Regions from separate parts of the Mus musculus genome. Here region 1 is linked to region 2. A link is a contact called in public promoter capture Hi-C data. All regions are on one chromosome and are shown on one strand. The core of a region is the stretch at or near the end of the contact, and the rest is flanking DNA. Distances in the headings are between cores, read along the strand shown.

Region 1 (6,290 bases), core at 1,309-3,808, 430 kb after region 2:
AAAAACCAGCAGAGTGACAATTGAATGGGACCTTCCTAAACGGAGGCAGCTGTAAAGGAATACATGGCTGAGTGAGGAAATATACACGTGATAGATAGGCTCTGGCTTGAGCATATTGTACCAAATGATAGGAAGCTAACAGCTTAGATAAAGAAAGCAAAAGAGAGATGAAAATGTTCTTGTACAGGACAAGATAATAAAGAGCTTAATGAGGAGAGTGAACTAAAATCGCTGGCATAATCTATGACTTTGAAAGACAGAGATGCCCTGTTAGGCACTGGAATCTTTACATCACTGTAGGGGCCACCCAGCCATTTACTGCTAGTAGTTTGAATTATAAAGATTCTTGAAATGATATAAATCCTGGTGCCCTAAGGTTAGGTCTTTACATACAGAAGGAAGAGTTTATTTGGGGTACTCAGTTACAGAGGAAAGCCCATGGCCATCATAGTGAGAAACACTGCAATAGGCAGGCAGGCAGGCATGGCGCTGGAGTAGTAGCTGAAGGCTCACTTCTTCATCCACAAGAATGGGTCAGAGAGACAGACACTGGGAATGGCTTGAAACTTTTGAAGTCTCAAAGCCAGGTTGTAGTGATACAAGTCCTCCAACAAGGCCACACCTCCTCCAGCAAGGCCACACCTCCTCCTTGCTGGTCTTGATGACCACACCTCCTTCAACAAGGCCCCACCTCCTCCAACAAGGCCACACCTCCTAATCCTTCCCAAACACCTCCACCATACTGGGGACCAAGTACTCAGATATATGAACCTACAGGGGCCATTCTCATTCAGACAACACACAACAATGAATTTACTGATAGACTCAGATATTTATTGAAGTATACACAGTGCTGGAGGCTGGGAGGGTAAACAGGAGGTTAGTTCTGGGAAATCTTGATTTTTTTTTTTTTTTGGAAAAAGTTAAGAGGAAACAAGAAAGGCAACCTGGTTGATTCCCTAACAGAGCCTCTGCAACACAAACGCAGTACTTTGTTCTTCTTTGTCTCTTCTCTCTGACATTAGTGTTACTCTCCTGGGCTGGCTGTCTCCACACTTGTGTACTCTGTGTGTGTGTATGTGTGTGTGTGTGTGTGTGTGTGTCTTTTTTTAGAGGGAGAAGGAGGAAACATCTATAACAGATATTATACTGGCCCAGCCTGGTCAGAAGACAATTACTGTGGCACCTATCATGTCTTCAGATCACCATCCTGAGCAGTAACAATCTGAAAAACAGTAATTGTAGCCCAAACTATACAAACGGTGCAAGGAAGCCGGGTCTGTAGCAAAGCTTTGAGATGATGAAATGTTAGCACAGAATATGCTAGCAGGTGGTAGGCATGCGCACAGAAGGTCTTAAAGTTCTGTTTTTATTAAATATGAAACTGATACACAAAATTGGTGCCTACAAAACATATGTAAGCGATAAAGAAGCGAGACATAATTAGCATACATGGCTGTCCCCACCCAGTTTAAGGGAAGGGATGTCGGTGACTTCCCAGGTCTCCAGTACCATCTTTTTCTCTCCCCTCCAGACACAATCATGCTTTGTGATTGCTATTCACATTTTTTAAAAACAGAGATGTTAGCCAGGAAGTGGTGGCACAGGTCTTTAATTCCAGCACTTGGGAGGCAGAGGCAGGCAGATTTCTTAGTTTGAGGCCAGCCTGGTCTACAGAGTGAGTTCCAGGATAGCCAGGGCTATACAGAGAAACCCTGTCTCGGAAACCAAACAAAACCCAGAGATGTTTGTATCTCCTCATGTGGTGGTGGCTTCTCTGCCTTTGTATAAGTGGAAACAGGGCTGGTGACAAGGCTTAGTGGGTAAGAGGCTTGCTGCACAAGCCTGGACCTAAGTTCAACCCCAGGATCCCACCACAGAAGAGATTCGTTCCCAGTATCCATGTCCTGTTCCAGCGAGTCTTAACAGTACAGGCACCCACACTCAAGTGCACACCTACCTGCTGACACATGCATATAAATCAGACAAAAATCTTTGACAAAATAAAACTGGAAGCACGCCATGCCATACATATTTCTCTCAAAATGATGTTTCTGAGATTTTTAAATACCATCACCTTAATGTTTTCACTTTGAGCCAAACTTTACTTGCTCCAGTACGAGAGGAAACTCAATTTTGAGCCTGAGCTACCAGCTTTGCCTTTCCCTCTCTGTGGGACACGGTAATGGTACTACCACTCATCCGTGTGTGTCTGTGGATGTTTGGCCCATGTTAGCCTTTTGCTGGGTAAGCTATGTGGTTATGAATATCACGAGGCTTATTCCTGCCACACTTGTGCAAATGTTTCTTCAGGGAATACACCTGAATGAGGAACTGCTGGATCCAGGGCGTATCAGCTTTTAGAGATCATGCCAAATTGTTTTCCAAAGCGGTTAGAGTGATTTCCGTTCGCACTGGCATTGGGGAAGCTTGCCAGTTGTTCTAAATCCTATCGGCTATCTGCCATGGACTTTCATTTTTGCCGACCTGGAATGTATCAGATGGATCTCACTGAGGGTTCACTTGTGTTGTACACAGGACTGCAGAAGGTTTCAACACTGCACAGATGGATGCTATCACATGACCAGATGAGACTCTGGACTCTGCCTTGAACTTTAGCTCTCATCCATTAGCTAATCCAGGTTGTTGATCCCACAATGAAACATTACTCCTATGCAAATTCTCTGGGCAAAAGTTAAAACTTGGCATAATAATTTAGTATGATGCCTGGGACAGAAAGTGCTAGAAACTATAGATGATCAAGTTATGAATGAAGAAAATACTTTGTAGGCTGGGGTGTAGTTTGGTGAAAAATCACGTGTTCCATGTACAGGGACCTGGGTTCTAATCCTAGCATGGAAAAAGGGGGGAGAATTGTTTTCATGGACACTGTGCTCCATATTTTATTGAAAGCCATAAGGGAGTCAAGAGGAATTGCGAGTCATGTCCACCTAGTTCATAAAACTCTCTCTGCTGCCATAAAGGAATATGGAGAGGGTGTGGCTCACTGTGGGTTAGAACATTTAGTTCCTGATTCAGAACTCAGGAGGTGGAGATGCGACTAGGATTTAATTACAATTACCTTGGTACAAGTGAGATTTACAGCAAAGAGCTAATAAAGATGTCTTCCCTTGGGTGTCACTCTGGATTGTAAACCTGCTGATTGATTAACAAGCTAAACTTAGTTAAGAGGCCACAACCTGATCGGACTCTAGCCGAGAGACATGTGCCAAACAAGCCAAAGGTCCAAGAGAAAATTCAACGGCAAACGGGCAAGAAATCAGGTGATGCACCAGTGAGCTGGTGGGTCTGAGGCTGAGCCGCAGGGGTGGAACCTCTAAGCTCGAGGCTTGAGGATGGGATGAGCCTGGTCCTGAGCTGGATGTCCTGAGCTGGAGCTGAGCAGAGCAGTGGAAGCTGGCTGGGGGCATCTGCAGCGCTCAGCAAGTAGACTGGCTTCATTATGATAGCAATGACCTGTGAATAGTTAGTTAATGGCTGAGCGCTAAAACTCGAGGGTAGAGCTCAGCCTCATAAAACTTCTTTTTCTTTTCTTTTCTTGTTTGGTTGGTTTGGGTTTCTGAAAGAGGGTTCCTCTGTTTAGCCTTGGCTGTCCTAGAACTAGTTCTGTAGACCAGGCTGGCCTCGAATCACAGATATCTGTCTACCTTGGAGGTGCTGGGATTAAAGGCTTGTGCCACCATCACCCAGCTTCCTTTCTTTTTCTCAGACAAGGTCTTCCTACATTCCTCAGGCTGGCCTTAAACCCACAGTGACCCTGTCTCAGTCTCCTCAGTATTTGGGATCAGAGGTGTACACGATCCTTATAAATATACCTTTCAGAAAGCACTATATCATTGCTATTAGGAATTTAAAGAGTGCGGGAGACAACCCCACTGGAACTGCCTGTTCTTCCACAGAACCCAAGTCTCAGTTCACAGCACCTATAGGGCAGCTAGATCCAGGAGATCCGATGCCCTCTTCTGGCCCCATTGGCACTGCACGAGTGTGGTGCACAGACATACAGGCAGGCAAGACACCCACACACATAAAAAGAAAAGAATTTAAGCCTGTTTCTTTTTTTGGAATACATTCTATGTATTTTTGAAATCTGTGTTTTTGTAAATGAAAGATTTGTTCAAATTTGTTTCAAGAAACACAAGAGGCTTTACAGGTGAGATAAGTAACCAGCTATAGAGCAGCTGCCCGGGTCAGCAGGGCCCTTTACTTATAAAGACTCCGTTATACTCTTCTGAGATCAACTGATAGACCTAGTGGGGAAACCCCCACTCCATTCCCGATTCAGCGTGCGCCCAAAAAAATCACGAAGGACCATCTCGATGTAATTACATGAGGTCGTTTAATTACAGAGCTCCAGACCGACATGCATCCCACACAGGAGATAACGGATGTTGGCCACGAGGCTCGAAAGCTAGGGGGTTTTATGGGGTAAGGGGTGTGGAATTCAGCATAGCGACACACTATTGGCTTATTTAAACATCAGCAGAAAAATTACATGTACGTGCAGGGTGTCAGAGTTCTGTGAGTTGTTGACTCAGTTCAGATAGCCCTGCTATGTCTTCACATCCCCTTTATCTTATGGTCAAGATGTTCCCAGGAATGTTTTAACTACAGGGCATACCCAGGTTTGTTTTTCTCTTTTCTCAGCCCCAGGCAGCCTCTAGGCTTACAAACAACCAGCAATTTCTGAGTACTTTAAATGACTTACAGGTCTTGAAATTTCATCTTTCTTTCATTACCTTTGTTCAACCTATCTATCTATCTATCTATCTATCTATCTATCTATCTATCTATCTATCTATCTATCTTTTATAGTTTCCACAGACCTAGTCGCCTGACAAAACTAAGCCAATTTTGATTGGCCAGGTTGGCTGCCCTTGGGTATCCTCCTATGGCCCCATCACTGGAGGCCCCCAGATGCTTAGCCCAGTTAACCTGGTACAGCAGTTTCTTTTATAACAAACATCCAGAACTGGCAAGCACTGTGATGGACATCATTAAAAAGGGAATCTAAGAAAAAGGTGCAGATGGGGACCCAGAGTGTTTTAACGTGGTCTTACACTGCGCGTGAGCATACACACCAGCCACAGCGAGATGATAGTTATGGGTTGTCTTAAGTGTGAAGTGCAACAATAAGCAGCGATCGGCATGACTTTGAAGAGTATTGAAGAATACGGGGGAATGCTAATAGGTCGTCATTTGAAAAAAGATAGGCCATAAAACTTTATACGACACGATACGAATTTTCTGAGGAAAAAAAAAATGCACGCTTAGTGTTTAGTCCAGAAGGGAAAAATCAATGGGCGGGCAGTGTGAGAGCCGCTGGCATAAAGATCTAAGTGTGGCGGAGGTAGTAATCGCACATAGGGAGGTTGGGGCAGGAGGATATTGGCCGTAGTTCTGGGCCAGAATATGTGCGAGACTTGAATTCAAATAAAGCTGTTTGTGCACAGCTTTCGGGGCGTTAATGAACAGCTACCTCCTCTCCACCAGGCTTAGATCGCAGGCCCACCTCCCTTTATTTGAACAGGGATGGGGCGGCCTGGCTCCGCCCCTCGCCGCTGCCCTCACTTCCTGACCCGAGGCCGCTCCCTCGCCGCCGCCTTCTGCTCGCATGGCTCCGCTCCGCTTTTCGGCCAACGTCTCCTGGCTGTTTCCAGAGCTCCCCGGGCTCCCCGAGCGGCTGCACGCCGCGGGCCGTGCGGGCTTCGAAGCGGCCGAGGTGGCCTGGCCGTACACCGAGTCCCCCCAGGCGCTGGCGAGCGCGGCGCAGACTGCGGGACTGCGGCTGGTGCTCATCAACACGCCGCGGGGTGTGCGCTCCGGGCGGGGGAGCCCCAAGGGCTTCGGGGAGCCAGGCCCACGCTGACGCTGGTTCTCTCCACAGGAGACCATGAGAAGGGGGAGATGGGGCTGGGGGAGAGGGGCTGGAGCAGGCTGTGCTGTATGCCAAGGCTCTGGGCTGCCCCAGGTACCCCGCCCTGCTCACCCTTGACCATAGGTCCAGATCGGGAGAAAGCTGTGAGCAGAGACACCACTTGTGGGCCAGGGCCTTTACAGACTGCTTTTTGTATTTCATCTGTTAGTGTCATACGGAAGTATGCCACGCTGATGTCATGCCCTTCTCATACAGGGAACCCGTGCTGAGAGCGGGGGTGGGGGGTGGTCTGGTGAGGGAGCTAATAAGGTCGAGAAAGCAGGGGCAGGGGTGGAGGCGTGGTAGGGCGGGCACCTAACCCCTACTAGGCGAATGCTGTTTGCAGATAGTG
Region 2 (6,739 bases), core at 3,242-5,741:
TTTTACTTCTATATCTTCTTTCCTTGAGACAGACTGTCATGTAGCTCAGGCTAGCCTAAGATTCGATATGTAGCTAAGGATGCCCTTGAATTTCTGATCCTTCTGCTTCTCTCTTGAGCGCTGGTATTCTGGGTATGTGCCACTATACTCTGTTTATGTGGTGCTGGGAACCAAACCAAGGGCTTTGGGCAGGCTAGGCAGGAGTCCTACCGACTGAGCTACATCCCCAGCCTCACCTCTGCATCTTTAGTGTCTAAACGGTAGCTGACAGCTCATTGCCACTGTTTGCTGGGTGAATAAACGGTTATGCTTGTTCATCACCCAAAATCCACGCTTGGTTGAGACCCTCAGCGCTTGCCTGTGCTCCTGTCCTCACGAAACTTCCTTCCTGTGAACCAGCACCCTCCCCACCCCTACCCTGGCCCCTCTCCCATCCTCAGCCCTTCTTCAGATATTCTCTTGCCCTGGGTTGCTTCAGGGGTTGACTTGTAAGCAAAGCAGCCTGTGTAGTCCTCAAGGTAGGTCCTTGCATGGTGAGACACTGACATAGATGGAGCGGGACAAAGGGACAAAACAGGCTTTTCTGTGTGTTTACCCACTAAGCAGGGGTCCCAAGTTGCCAGTGGTCACAGTGTGACCTTTCTCCATAGAAAACTATATTGTTTATTTCCCATAGGTACCCCAGGCCCCAAGTACTGTGGATTGTGCATCTTTGTCACCTATGTGTGCCTCCCATCCATCTCAGAGACACCTGCGGGGCAAGAAGTAGGCGATCCAGGTAGCACTACTGAGTCAAGTGTAAAATGTGGATGGGGGGGTGGGGTGGGGCACATCTTCATCTAGCTTCTTCTACCATCCCCCATGTCCAGGAAAGGATCTGACAAACCAGCAAAGTAAATAAATAATTTAGAAATAATAAATAGGGCTTCGGCTTCCACAAGTGAACACGGGACTGGTTTCAGCACAGGCTGGTCCAGCAACGCGACTACAATGTATATATGTATATATATCTCTTCAAAATTCATTCCCCAGGACAGAGGGCCATTTCTGGATTCTCCCAGAGGAGTTCTCTTTAGCTGAGGTTTCTCCTGTCTGTAGAGCTGTGATCCATGAACAACTTGGGACTGTTGGTCAGTGGTTCCGACATCTTTCACTCTGTCTGTCATGCCGACGACGTCTGTCACTCACCGGCCTGGGGCCTGAGCTCTGCAGCCTCCATATCCTGCTGAGTTGAGGCTCCTGGTTAGTGAGGCCCGGTGGAGCTGTTCCAGGTAGGGCAACACATGGGTCTAGTGTGCAAAGGCTTGGAGATAGATCATCCTCAGCCCAGACAGCCGCAGGCAGTGGCGGAGAGGTGGTCCACGGTCCTCCAGGTGCTGTTCACGTCCATGAAGGAGACGGCCTCATAGCGAGTGGGCCGGCAGCAGGGCTGGCTGATCGGCCGGGACCCGGGAGGCGACCGTAGGGCCCCAGCGCCCAGTAGGCTGGCCAGACTGAGATCGTGCTGGGAGCGTGCTCGGCGGCACGAGCCGCTGCAGAAGCGGAAACGTATCAGCTCGTCGGAGCTGTGGCCTAGGCCGAGCGCACTCACCGGCACCAGCTGCGAGCGCAGGCGGCAGCCGCGCGCATCTGTGGTCCGTGCGCGGCTGCTCCGGGTTCCTGCACGCGCCGCGCGTGCCCCGCGGAGCGCAGCGGGAGGAGACTGGAGCGCGGGACCAGGCGGCGGGGGTGCGGGCTGAGGAGACTGAGGCGGGGGTCGCAGGGTTCTTTCGCTGCACAAATGCGCAGTGTGTCCCCCTGGAATGAGGCTTAGTCACTTTCGGAGGTGTGGGTGGGGGGTGTCTAGAGCTAGCCTCGCCCTTGCCCCGCCCTGTCGCGCTCTCACCTACCAGGCAGGTGGTCCGTGGGGGGCGCCAAGACCGGTGAGGGACCGTCGCGAGCGGCGGGGCTGCGGGACATTGGGTCCAGGGAAGCTTCTGTGACGCAGCTCAGCAGGGCTAGAACAGCTAGGGTTGGCCACCAGGCTGACTGCACAGAGAAAAGGAGACTTAGGGAGGAACAGGACACTTTGGGGGTCGGGAGGGGGTCTTGTCTTGCCCAGATCAGAGACCAGTCTAGTCGGGCTCCTAGCTGGGTGGCAGAGTGTAAGGAAGGGCTTAGATTTAATAGGCATTTGCTGCTCCCAGGAGCCCAGGGGAGGAATTACCTGAGGGCACGGACCATCAGGAGAAATCCCGTTCCTTTCCTCCAATTACGGCCCCTCCCTCTTGGCATTTCCCCTTTCATATCTGATCCCTGCGGCCCTAAGCTATGTCCTACTCTCTTTTTTTCCAAGGAAAGCCAGCGACTCACCTGCCACCTAGGCCGGAGGCAGTGGGACAATGCAGTAGGCTCTGCAAGTCCCAGTTCCATAGCTTTCGGCTCCAGAAGCTCCCATCAGAAGCCTTCGTGGACCCGTTTCCCCACCCTCTTCCTGCGGCAGCTTGCAAACTGAAAGATGAGTTAGTTATCCTTTGGGGTATTCCTCCTTCCACTCCAGTCTCTCGAAGCGACCCAGGAGGTTGGAGTAGCTAGAGTCAACTCAGCAGCGGTAGCTGCGATGGAGAACCTTGCTCTCTGTGTTAGGTGCTTGGCAGGACCTGTTCCTTCGCGATGCCACAAGGTCAATCAATGGCTCACTTCTCCAGATGGGCAAACAAAGCTCAGCTGAGCTCAGAGATCGTCTAAGGCCTCAGGGGGGAGACTCACACAGCTGTGGTCCTGTCTTCTAAGACCCTTCTGCTCTGTACTTCAGGGCTGAAGGTACCAGGGTGGTTGGAGAAAGTAGTAACTTGAGTTCCTTCCACTCCATGCTCAGCGTTCACTCCATACCTTGGGGGAGGAAGCAGAGCCCTGAAGAATTTGAGTGTCAGTTGGTCACTTGGATTATCTGATGACTTGCAATCTTCTTTCTGGACCCAGTGTCACCTGAATTCTCTCTTATGCCCACAGATGTCTCCCAAGAGCTTGCCTATTATCTGGGGAAGCGATGGTCCTTCTGAAAACACAGGGCCTGGACCATGGCTTCCTGTGGCCACCAGGGGGCAGAGCTTGTCAAGCCTGCGGATTTAAGGGGAGGGGGCTTTTGCACACGCTCTGCACATTTAGGTCTGAGCCATTGCCAGAAGGACCAGCTAGTCCTTCACACCAACCTGGTCTCAGAGGGCTGAACCACTCCGAGATCCGGCCCAAGCCTGGACCATCTGCCTCCTGTGGATCTGGCCCCCTAGCCTTGCTCCTAGGAGTTTCCCCCATAAACCATCCTTCCTGACCCCAGCCCGCACCTCCAGTCTTTGTGAACCACTGCTCTTGGACCCCTAGAACTTTTAAGAATTCTCATTAGTTAGTCTCTTCTTGGGTCCCAGATGTAACCCTCCATCCTTTTGCTGGCACACAGAATACATGGAGAGGGGGAGCGACATATGATGACTCCAGGATAAGACACACACCTCCCAGGCCTTTATCTAGTTCCTCCAGAGCTAGGCGTGTGCCCGTTGGCTAACTAGATTAAAATCCCTAGAGACCAGACTGGCTACTATTCTCTCAGATGGAGGGAAAGTCAGACAAGGCAGCCCTGGGATATCTGCGCTAGGGGGAGCCTAGGAGCAAGTCCCTCGAGGACAGCTCTGACCAATTTCTCCTTTCTTACCATTTGGGATATTTGGTCCTCCAGCCCTTGCCACCCCTATCCACCAGCCCTATACTCACCAAAGGGGTCCTGGTCCGTGTCCTTCTAGGCGCCTCTCCTGGGACCAGTGCTGGGCTTTCCCCCGAAGCTCAAGTGGATCATGCCCAGAGTTGTGCACCTGGCAGCGCCTCTTTTAGTTAAAAGTGGGGCCTTGGCAGCCGGTCTGTGCCCTGTGGCGGCAGCGGGAGCCTCACATTACAGCCAGCCAGGAGGGTTAACACAGTCCAAGAAGCTAGCGACAAGAACTGGAGGGGCTGGGAGGGGCAAAGAGCTGCGCTGAGGGCCCAGAAGAGAGAGGCTGAGAGAAAAGTGGGGAGGAAGACCTTTCTGCCCTTTCTCCTGCCCTTTGAGCGTCCATCAAGGGGATGGGCAAGAAGGCTGGCTTACCTTGGGTGCAGGGCTCCAAGCCCCAGTCGCAGCGAGGGCTGGGGCCCGAGGGACTTGTTGCTGGCAGAGCCCGCGGGCCGCATCTGGGGGCCGAGCCCAACTCCATCCCTCAGCAGCCTCCTGCCCGCCGCCGTCCGGTGTCAAATTCCAGCCCCGGCGTCACCAGATCCCGGGGTGGGGCCCAGAGCGCCCCCGCCCCGCCCCACCTTTCAGGGCTCACCTGGCCGCTCCACCCTCCGGATCCGGTCCCCGCTGGCTAGGCTAGGTCCCTCTAGGTGGGGGCTAGACATTTGGAGAAGACCCCAGGAGGCAGAGTAGAGATCGCGGGCTGCAGCGAGACGCTGAAACTGGGAATTCGAAGTTGGTAGTCAAGCAAAGTAGGGAACTGGGAGGCCTGGCCGAGGGCGGGAGAGCGCGAGGGAGGGCGGCGAAGGAGGGGCAGCCTGAAGGAGAGTTCCAACTTGGGCTGCGCAGACATGGGGGTTCTGGCTAGCTACTCTGTATCCTCAAGTGGTGACTCCGGGACCCTCAGAAGGTTCAGCTGCCTCGGAGCGACAGGGCTCTGCGTTGGGCTCCCACGGTCCAAGGATACCCTGTTTGCTCAGTTTTAGGGTCGGGGCCTCAGAGGGACTCGCGCACATCCAGTGAAGGCAGTGAATGATTGTGTGTGTGTTGGGGGTGGGGGGTGGGTGCGACCAGGGATGAAGAATCAGAGGACCTCAGAGTATTGAACTGGAGTCTGAGATGCGATGAGGCAATTTGGCAGGTGTCTGGAGGTTGGTTGATGGCCATGATCAGAATTGTTCTACCAACTAGTCTGGAGTTCATCACGAAGATGCTGGAAACTACTGACCTAGTCTGAGTGTGGTCATTTTCGTTGAATGCCTGCACTGGAGAGAGTGTGGTTTTGAGACAAGCAAGACAGAAGAGGGATGCAGGCTGCTGGGGACAATAAGATAAACCCTGAGCAGGGTTGTGGGGAGTTGGGGGTTCCAGGACCCAATCCCCTACATTCCTTTTTGCCTGATTGGACAAAGTGAGGTGGTAAAATTCTAGGAACTGGCTTTCCCTAGGAGAGGGTCAGATGTGGGGTTGGCGGTTGGGGGAGGGGGACATGTGAAACCAGTGTTGGACATGCTGAATTAGAAGGGTCTGTGGACTCTCCTGCTAGAAATGCCCCAGAAGCAGCTAAATTTGTAGCCGGGAGTAAAGTGAAGGCAGTTGGGCTAATGATGACAACTTGGTATTTGCCAACCAATACGTGCAAAAACAGATGCTGAGAGTGGGGAAGGGTACCCAGTGCATGGACCCGATGTGCCCTGATCATGTACCAGCACCTCTGTGGACCTTGAAGAACTACCCATGGGGCTGGAGAGACAGCTCAGTGGGTAAGAGCACTGAACTGCTCTCCCCAAGGTCCTTAGTTCAATTCCCAGCAACCACATGGTGGCTCACAACCATCTGTAATGGGATCTGATGCCCTCTTCTGGTGTATCTGAAGAGAGCAATGGTGTACTCATATATATATATAATAAATCTTAAAAGGAGAAGGAGGAGGAGGGGGAGGGGGAGGGGGAGGAGGAGAAGGAGGAGGAGGAGGAGGAGAAAGAATGGAAGAAAGGAAGAAAAGAACTACCCACATCTACCCACATCTGGGCCACATCCCAATCTGAATCAGACACTTGGGGTGGGCAGGTACATAGTTCCAGGTTTTCACCTGTGATTTTGGCACATAGCCAGGGTTCCTAACCACTGATTTTTTTGTTTGTTTGTTTTGTTTTGTTTTTTTTTTTTTTGAGACAGGGGTTTCTCTGTATAGTCCTGCCTGTCCTGGAACTCACTTTGTAGACCAGGCTGGCCTCGAACTCAGAAATCCACCTGCCTCTGCTGGATTAAAGTTGTGCGCCACCACATCCGGCCCCTAACCACTGATTTTGAGAGAGCAGTTTTGTGCAGTGCTTGAGGCTGAAGTCTGTGAGGGTTATCCTCAGACTCCACAAGGCTGCATGGGGTGAGGCACATAGGACAACACGGATGGACACACAGCACATACATACATTTTTCTTTTCCCATAAAACTGGCTGCTGAATTGAGGTGGCCGTTGCAGCTAGGGCTACCACTGACAGGCATATAGCTGAAGCTATGTGTCCCATTTACTGTCGTAGTGGCCAGTGTCTGACAGGAAGCTACCTCCATCATTACATGTCTCTGATTCTCAGATCTACCTGGGGTTAAGAGGGCTCAGATTCTAGAGCCTAAGGAGGTGAACTGGGGCAGGGATGTCCTTTCTAAAGTTACCAGGGGTGTCTAGGGCTGGGTTGGGGGCTTTCCTGTTTTCTGTTGAAGTGCAAATAAGGAGTGGGCCACATTCATTTCTAAGGGGAGCCATGGATGGCAAGAATGGAGGTCTGTGAGTTTCTCTGTGTTGTGTGGGCCTCTTTTGCTGGCCTTTTAATTAATTTTGTGTGTTTCTGTGCCTGGATGTGTGTATGTATACAACAAGAGCCCTAGAGTTCAGAAGGGGACATCAGATCCCCTGGAACTGGAGTTACAGGCGATTGTGAGCCTTCAGGTAGGTGCTAGGAATTGAACCTGGGTCCTTTGCAAGAACAATAAATACTTTTA

Evidence for each region. Promoter capture Hi-C pulls out the DNA fragments that hold promoters and counts their contacts.
Region 1: a promoter capture Hi-C map of liver shows a contact between it and region 2. The contact joins the enhancer-like site here to the promoter of Artn in region 2. A contact is called at or near these places in 3 of 39 promoter capture datasets (embryonic stem cells and liver) and 3 of 115 datasets of contacts at active chromatin or transcription factors (bone marrow-derived macrophages and embryonic stem cells).

The regions. Positions count from the first base shown.
Region 1 is chr4:118,354,398-118,360,687 of GRCm38.p6, forward strand. It overlaps the pseudogene Hyi. Among named protein-coding and RNA genes, the nearest start is that of Szt2, 52 kb to the right of the region's middle. Within about 2 kb of position 2,559, at least 11 of the 459 cell types and tissues checked have an H3K27ac peak or open chromatin away from gene starts, as enhancers often do. A contact at or near this core is called in liver, where this site is marked.
Region 2 is chr4:117,925,272-117,932,010 of GRCm38.p6, forward strand. It overlaps Artn (artemin), which reads right to left and starts at 4,492. Exons shown (of 5, transcript NM_009711.4): 1 at 4,115-4,492; 2 at 3,748-3,981; 3 at 2,353-2,871; 4 at 1,890-2,028; 5 at 889-1,797. The coding sequence starts at 2,412. The coding sequence ends at 1,322.